2 separate regions of the Mus musculus genome follow, and region 1 is linked to region 2. The links are chromatin contacts, called in public Hi-C maps. All regions are on one chromosome and are shown on one strand. The core of a region is the stretch at or near the end of the contact, and the rest is flanking DNA. Distances in the headings are between cores, read along the strand shown. Region 1 holds the start of Taf6l (TATA-box binding protein associated factor 6 like). Region 2 holds the start of Cabp4 (calcium binding protein 4).

Region 1 (3,798 bases), core at 132-2,631, 4.6 Mb after region 2:
AAAAGTCTGGAGCTGCAGCTCAGCACCAGAGTTTTCCTAACACATGTGACACCTTAGCTTCGAACAGTCTGTAAGTACCCAACACAGCTCGTTACCATCAACTCCACTCTGTACAGGGATGCTGGGCATCAGCATGCAGCTCCCCAGTAACTGTAAGTTGCACAATAGACCAGGTCAGTACGCTCACCTTTGCATCCCAGGCCTCCAGCAGGGTCAGCACATACTATACCCTCATTAACACTTGCTGAAAAAAAAAAGGATAGCTGTTCCAGACAATGTTGTCTATTCAGTCCTAGAACTCACTCTCTAGACCCTGCTGACCTCCAATTCACAGAGATCTTTCTGCCTCTGCCCACCAACCCATCCCGGTGCTGTTATTAAGGACATGGGTCAATACTTCTGATTTATTCACTTTTATGTGCATTGGTGTTTTGCCTGCATGTATATGTCTGTGTGAGGGTGCCAGGTCCCTTGGAACTGGAGTTACAGACAGGTGTGACCTGCTATGTGGGTACTGAGAATTGAATCTGGGTCCTCCAAGGAGACTAGCCAACTGCTCAGCCATCTTTCCAGCACAGCTATTTTCTAAACACATAAATGCCCATGGCCCCCCCAGTTAGTAATATTGTATGAGATATATAATTGTACACATTTGTCCATTTCACAAAGCTGAGGAAGTCTTAGCTCAGAGAGATTACCTGAACTGTCCAAGACCAAACACTAAGCACCGGGTGATTAGACTGCTGGGTCTCAAACACTGTTGTAATTCGACTCAAGATAATATATTCATGAGCTGTAGGCTTGTGTTTGAACTAGGCCTGGCTTTGTAGCCCAAAGATTTGAAGTCCCATCACTAGACTCAGCACTGGATGAGTACGCTTCAGTTTCCCCATCTGTAAAATGGAACCATGCAGTGCTGCGCAAGTGGAAAGCTAGAAGGGAGTTTCTCTATTATGTAGCCCTGTCTTGATAGCTCACAAAATTCGGTCTGTGACCAAGGTCTCCCACTCTTTAGTCTCGTCCTGCCCACCCTCAGTTCCAAGTCCTCCTGACCAGGAGGCGTGGGAACCGATCTCCAAGGACTTCTACGTTGTGAATCCTCCCACCCACCTTCCTCCCTCCCAGCTCCAAAGGGTGCAGGGTCGAGTGGGGAGATCAGGGATTACAGAACTTGTGTCACGTGCTCGGTGAAGGGGGCGGGGTCCTGCGGGCTCCGTGGCTGGTGAGCAGAGCACCGCGGGAAGCGATCCCTGGATCGGGGCAGGACCTGCTCACCTGCAGACTCCGGGGTTGGGAGGGCGCCTGCTGGGGAGGGACGGCTGCTTCCACTCACCGGCTCACGGTAATTCCCTCTCTCCGCGCCCAGGCTCCGCCCTCCATATGCGGAGCCAATCGGTGGCCGTCTACTGAGTTTTCCGCCCACCAAAGAGGCATACCACCTCAAGATTGGCCAGTGTGTATGTGCGGGTAAAGCCACTAGGGCGACGTTGGTCACGTGAGTGGCGCTTCTTAAAGCAACAGCTCCTTTGGGTTAGCTAACAGGTGTGTGTTCCCTGGCTTACACTGAATTAGAGTTCACCGCATAAAACAAGCTGGTCTTGAACTAATAGGCCTTCCTTTGCTTCCAGGATGCTGGGATCAAAGGTGTGTGCTACCATACCGCTTTCTAGTTTCTGATCTTAAAAAAAAAATTTGAGCTGGTGAGATGGCTCAGTGGGCAAGAGCACCCCACTGCTCTTCTGAAGGTCAAGAGTTCAAATCCCAGCAACCAAATGGCGGCTCATAACCATCCGTAATGAGATCTGACTCTCTCTTCTGGAATGTCTGAGGACAGCTACAGTGTACTTATATATAATAAATAAATAAATCTTTTTTAAAAAAAAAGTTTAATTCTGTATGTGTGCTTGTACTTGCAAATAAGAGAACAACTTTTGAGGGCCAGGTAGTGGTGGAGCATGCCTTTAATCCCACAAAAAATACGGGGGGTGGGGGGGGGGAGAGGGCAACTTTGAGGAGTTGATGCTCCTGTAGGCACCAACAGTGGAACTCAGGTTGTTGGGCTTAAGCAACAAGCTCTTTTACTTGTCTTCACCACTTCACCAGTCCTGCATAAAGCTGGATACCGTTCACTTGGTAACATGCTTGTCTAGTACTTGCAGGACATGAACTAGCCAGCACTTGGGGGCTGAAAGTGGGAGGATAAGAAGTTCAGTATTATCCTTGACTAAATATCAAGATTAAGGCTAACCTTGGATATAGGAAACCCTAAGAAAGTAAAATTTATTTACTGTGGTTTAGGTGATCCAACCTACAGCTTTGCATTTGATAGACAAATGTTCTGCCACTGAGCTATATCCTCTATTTATTTTTTATTTTTAAACACACTGGTTGTATAAGGCAAGGTTATCTGGAGTCACAGAACGAATGGGTAGTCTCTATATAGTAAGGGAATTTGTTGATGATGTACACAGTCTGTTGTCCAACTCTCCAACAACGGTCAGCAGGAGCTGTGAATGGAAGTCCAAGAATCTAGCAGTTGCTTAATCCCACGAGGCAAGCAGAAGAAGAGAGAATTTTCCTTTTTCCAATGTCCTGATTGTAGGTCTCCAGCAGAAGGTGTGGCCCAGGTGTGCCAGCAAGTCTGGATCTGGGACTTGATTTGTCTCAGATGACCTTGCACTCAGAAATCTCCTTGCCTTAGTCTCCTGGGATTCATAGCCACTATGCCTCAAGATCTCCATGCCAAGAGCCAGGTCAGAAACTTGTATCTCCCAGCCTCAAGATCGGGATCACAGGTGAGCCTTCCAATTCTGGATTGTAGTTCATTCCAGATATAGTCAAGCTGACAACCAGGAATAGCCACTACACTGCTGTTTTGACTGTATGTATGTGTGAGGGTGTCAAATTCCCTGAACAGGAGCTACAGACAATTGTGAGCTGCCATGTGGGTGCTGGGAATTAAACCCTGATCTTTTGAAAGATCAGTAAGTGCTCTTAATCTCTGAGCCATCTCTCTACCCCTTAAAGAATAATTTTAATTATTTAATTTATTATTTTTAATTTTATTATTATTTTGTTTTTGTTTTTTTTCGAGACAGGGTTTCTCTGTGTAGCCCTGGCTGTCCTGGAACTCACTTTGTAGACCAGGCTGGCCTCGAACTCAGAAATCCGTCTGCCTCTGCCTTCCCAGTGCTGGGATTAAAGGCGCGCACCACCACGTAATTTAAATTTTTTAAGGATTTATTTTATATGTATGTTTTGATGCATGTATATCTGTGCACTATACATGTGCCTGGTGCCCAAGGAAGTCAAAAGAGGGCATCATATCCCCTGAGGCTGGTGCTCTGGAAGAGCAAGTACTCTTAACTCCTGAGCCATCTCTCCAGCTCCAAGATTTATTTGCTATTATTTTTTATTTGTAGGTATGTATGTGTGCACATGAGCAGACTCTACTCAAGGAAGCCAGACTAGCTGGATCCCCTGGAGATGGAGTAACAACAGGTAGTTATGAGGGTAATTGAACTTAGGTCCTGTGAAAGAGCACAAGAGCTCTTAACCAGTGAGCTATCCAGCCCTTATTTTTTATTTTAACTCCGGAAAGGAGCTTCCTGCATGAGAACATGGCCATACACATCCCTTTCTTTGAGGTTTTGATACTGCTGCTGCTGCCTCTTGGAAAAGAAAATCCTCTAGGACTGAGCTAAAAAAAAAAAAAAAAAAAAAAAAAAAAAGCCAAATGGATGGAACTGGGGTTGCCATGGCAACACCACCTGAGGCTAGTGACCCTGCTGAGTCTCT
Region 2 (3,699 bases), core at 929-3,428:
TCAAATCCTGTTGCTCTGTGAGACCTTGGATGGCTTACCAACCCTCCTGCTCTCATCCTGGGATGGACCTGGAAGAAGCTACTCCATGGGACAGGGCTATGGCTGCCGGAAGTCAGGGCTGTAGAGCTGAGTGGGAAGCACTAAATAGCTTCCCAAAGGATTGCTACGGTCATCACCCCCAAAAACACCAATAGGCAGGTAACAGCTTTGGGTGGGGAAGAGATGACTGACCCTGAATGCTCATTGTGCTTTCTGTTGTTGTTTGAGGCAGGGTTTCTCTATTCTGTCCTGACTGGCCTAGAACTCATAGAGCATCTCCTTCCTGCCGCTGTCTCCCCAGCGCTAGGATTAAAACAATGTGCTGCCACTCTGTTGGTGGGGGGGGTGGGGTTGGTTTTTGTTTGTTTTGCGTTTGGGTTTTTTATTTGTCTGGTTGTTTTGTTTTTGTCAACTTGACATAAGCTAGGATCATCTAGGAAGAGGGAACTTTAGTTGAGAAAATGCCTCCATCAAATTGGCCCATAGAAAAGTCTGTGGGACTTGTTCTTGATTAACGATTGATGTACGAGAGCCCATTCCATTGTGAGTTGTACAAGGCGGGAAGGTGGTCCTGAGAGGTATAAGGAACTTAGCTGAACAGGAGCCTGAAGAGCAAGCCAGTAAGCTGCATTTTTCTAGTTTCTGTTTCAGTTCCTGCCCAGGTTCCTACCCTGAGTTTCCTCAGTGATGGGTTGTAAAGTAATACAGAATAAACCCTTTTCTCTCCCAGTTCCTTTTGGTCATGGCGTTTATCACAGCAATAGAAAGCAAATCAGGATACGCACATCAGGGCAAATCCCATCCCCTGCTTAGAAACTGTAAAACTAAAGAAAGCCATTGCAGCAGAGCGCTCCATGGATAAACATGCTTGCCACCATGCCTAACGACCTGAGTTGAGTAGATCCCTGGAACTCCCATGATAGAAGCACTCACTCAAATGCATGCTGTGGCTCACACATCCCACCCCCACCCCCACTAATAATAACTACAAATAAAGGTAACTCAACGACGGCCCACCCACCCTCTAGGTAACCAGGCTGGCTCCCAACCCAATCACCCGGCAGGGCTCCATCACTGACTGCGCATCTTCACGTGCTGCGACACTTCTAGAAGCTCCATCTCCGTGGGCATGTAGCCCAGCGTCCGCATGCAGTCACCTAGCTCGCGGTAGCCGATGTAGCCGTCCTGGTCAGTGTCAAACTCCTCAAAGGCAGCCTGGAGCTCTGTCGGGGTTAGCAGCGGTCAGGCCAGGAGGCTGGACCCAGGTTACCTTCCACCTCCCAGCAACAGTGAGGGACACTCACCCTCCAACTCCTCAGGGCCCAGTTCACGATCCTGTATAGGAATAAGCCAACATGTCCCCATTTGCCACCGCTCCTCCAGCCTCTGCAAGTGCACTGGGCAGGGCTAGCTCCACCAAAGCAGCAGAAGAGAGTTGAAATCCTACAGACCCCAAAGCAGAGGACAACCTTCTCCCCATGCTTCTGAAGTTTCAAGTGAGTTTTCCTAGCTATCTGATGTGAGGTCTGCCTCTGTTTACTAAGCCAGCTGGCCTGAAGCCAGCCTTGTCCCTCACTGGCTCTCCTGGTCTAGGATACAAAAGGCCACAACTCTACCCTCACTTATATTTCCCAATCTGAGGCACAAGAAGGAGGCCTTGGCATGTAGGCGCAGGAAGGAATACAGATGAGAATTACCCTCAACCCCCCCACCCGGAGACCCCCCCCCCTGACCTTTCCAAACATGCGGTTGAGCAAGGGCCCATAAGTCCTTTGGGCAGCATCCTGCTGGGGGTCAGAACGGTGTCGATGGGAGTGTCGGTGAGACGCTGGCCTGGCGGGGGCTGAGGATGGTTCCTCCTGCCCCACTTTGGTCCTTGGGGGGTGCTTGCTGCTTCCTGAGGCCTCAGAGCCCTGGCTAGAGGACTGGTCCCCAGAACTGGCTTTCTGGGACCCTGGGTGCCAACTCTCCTTCTTGCTCCTTCTCCTGGTCAAGGCAGGGCCCTCAGCAGCACTCCTGGGAGATACAACTCCTTTAGGGATCTTCTGGGAGCCAGGAACCAGCTGTACATTGTGCTCTGTTGCCATGGAGAAGATAACAGGACTCAGTGATGTAGCTCCCTGGAGTGCCCTTGCTTCTCAGGGCCCAGAAAGCTGCTTATGGCCCCCTAGGCTTGAGTTCATCACCTGGGATCCACAGTGAGGCGGATTAGGGTAAATGAGTCAGGCAGTCAACCTAATCCCTGCCCTCTGCCCCAGGGTGGCCTGGCAGTACCAGATGGGTCTAGGAAACTTCTCAGGAGTAAAGGTGCCAGGGCACAGCAGCTTCAGAGGGCTCATGCTTAAGCTCAGCCATTTCTTGCCGAGGAGAAGCAGCCAGTTCATCATTCCAAGTCTCAGTTTCCCCATCTGTGAAATGGAGACACATTGCTGCATTTATCTCAGAGTGTACCATAGCTGCACTTTGTGTGGCCAAGAAGACTAGTGAAGGCCCCTTAGGCAGGAGGAGGCATACTGGAAAAGGCTGAGAATTGTCACTTTGAGTCCCTAATAGAGTAACATCCTGATTGGGATACAGGACATATGAAACGTTAAAAAAAGAGACCAGACCAGAGACCTTGGATGCTGATGGAGAACTGGAGATGGCACAGCCTGCCCTGGACTGGAGGAGCTCCTAGCAAAGGGTCTCCATTGTCTGACCTTGTTGGAATGGGGGGCCCTGGCTGGCAGCTTAAGCCCTATGGGGCCACGGTTAGGGTTTCCAGGAGAGCAGAGCCATGAATGATTGATGCTACCTCAGCTTGGGTTTCCTGCCTGTCTGCCTCCATATCGACACTGAGTGCCATGCGGCAAGCTCCACCGTGGGACTGGCTGGTGGCTGGACCTTGGGCAAGCGGGCAGCACCCTGTTCCTTCTACCTGGCCTGCACCTCCCAGGTAAGCCAGGCCCTGAGAAAGGGGCATCCAGACTCTGAGGCCATAGGGGCTGGAATTCATAGAGGAGACTCTGCCAAGAAAGGGGCTGAGGTGGGGAGCCATGGGCATGGTGGCTGCCACCACGGGTTCCAGACATGATCTAGCTGTGTTCCAGGAGCCAGTCCCTCTCCACCATCAGAGGGATGCCTTCTTCCCTCTGCCAGTTGTGTGAGGTAGAGTAAGGACAGCAGAAGGCACTGAGTGGCCCCTGGCCACCTCACTGTCATCATGCCACAAAGCCACTGCCTCCCCTATACAGAACCTCCTGGGACAGGCAGGGCCACCTTTGCTGAACTCTGAGGTGCTGGGAAGAAACAGGCAGCAGTGCAAGACACTGAAGTGCCACCAGCTGCTCCCAGGACCCTCCTAGCCACAGCCTGCCAGGGCCTGGAGGCTCAGCCCTCACCTGGTGTCTGCTAATGACACTTTTCTTCCTGGGATTTTAAACATTTGGAACGACAAAACATCAGGATCTTGTGAAGGGATGATCCTGTACTTTTCTTTCTTTCTCTTTTGGGATAATGGCTTGTGTATCCCAGGCTGACTTCAAACTCCCAAGAAGAAAAGTCTAGCCTTGAACTCTTGACCCCCTTACCCAGTTCTCCAATGCAGACATTGCAGGTGTGCACCAGCTGATGTTTTGTTTGAGAGAAGCTTTTAAAACTCTGTAGTGTAGGCTGACCTTG

Evidence for each region. A called contact is a pair of places that touch in the nucleus more often than the background predicts.
Region 1: a Hi-C map of B cells shows a contact between it and region 2, with 6 read pairs. A contact is called at or near these places in 1 of 39 promoter capture datasets (pre-B cells) and 1 of 484 Hi-C or Micro-C datasets (B cells).

Annotation. Positions count from the first base shown.
Region 1 is chr19:8,784,935-8,788,732 of GRCm38.p6, forward strand. It overlaps Taf6l (TATA-box binding protein associated factor 6 like), which reads right to left and starts at 1,382. Exons shown (of 12, transcript NM_146092.2): 1 at 1,276-1,382; 2 at 188-244. The coding sequence starts at 195.
Region 2 is chr19:4,137,431-4,141,129 of GRCm38.p6, forward strand. It overlaps Cabp4 (calcium binding protein 4), which reads right to left and starts at 2,179. Exons shown (of 6, transcript NM_144532.2): 1 at 1,773-2,179; 2 at 1,344-1,374; 3 at 1,119-1,262. The coding sequence starts at 2,126. Gpr152 (G protein-coupled receptor 152) reads left to right here and starts at 2,369. Exons shown (of 2, transcript NM_206973.2): 1 at 2,369-2,974.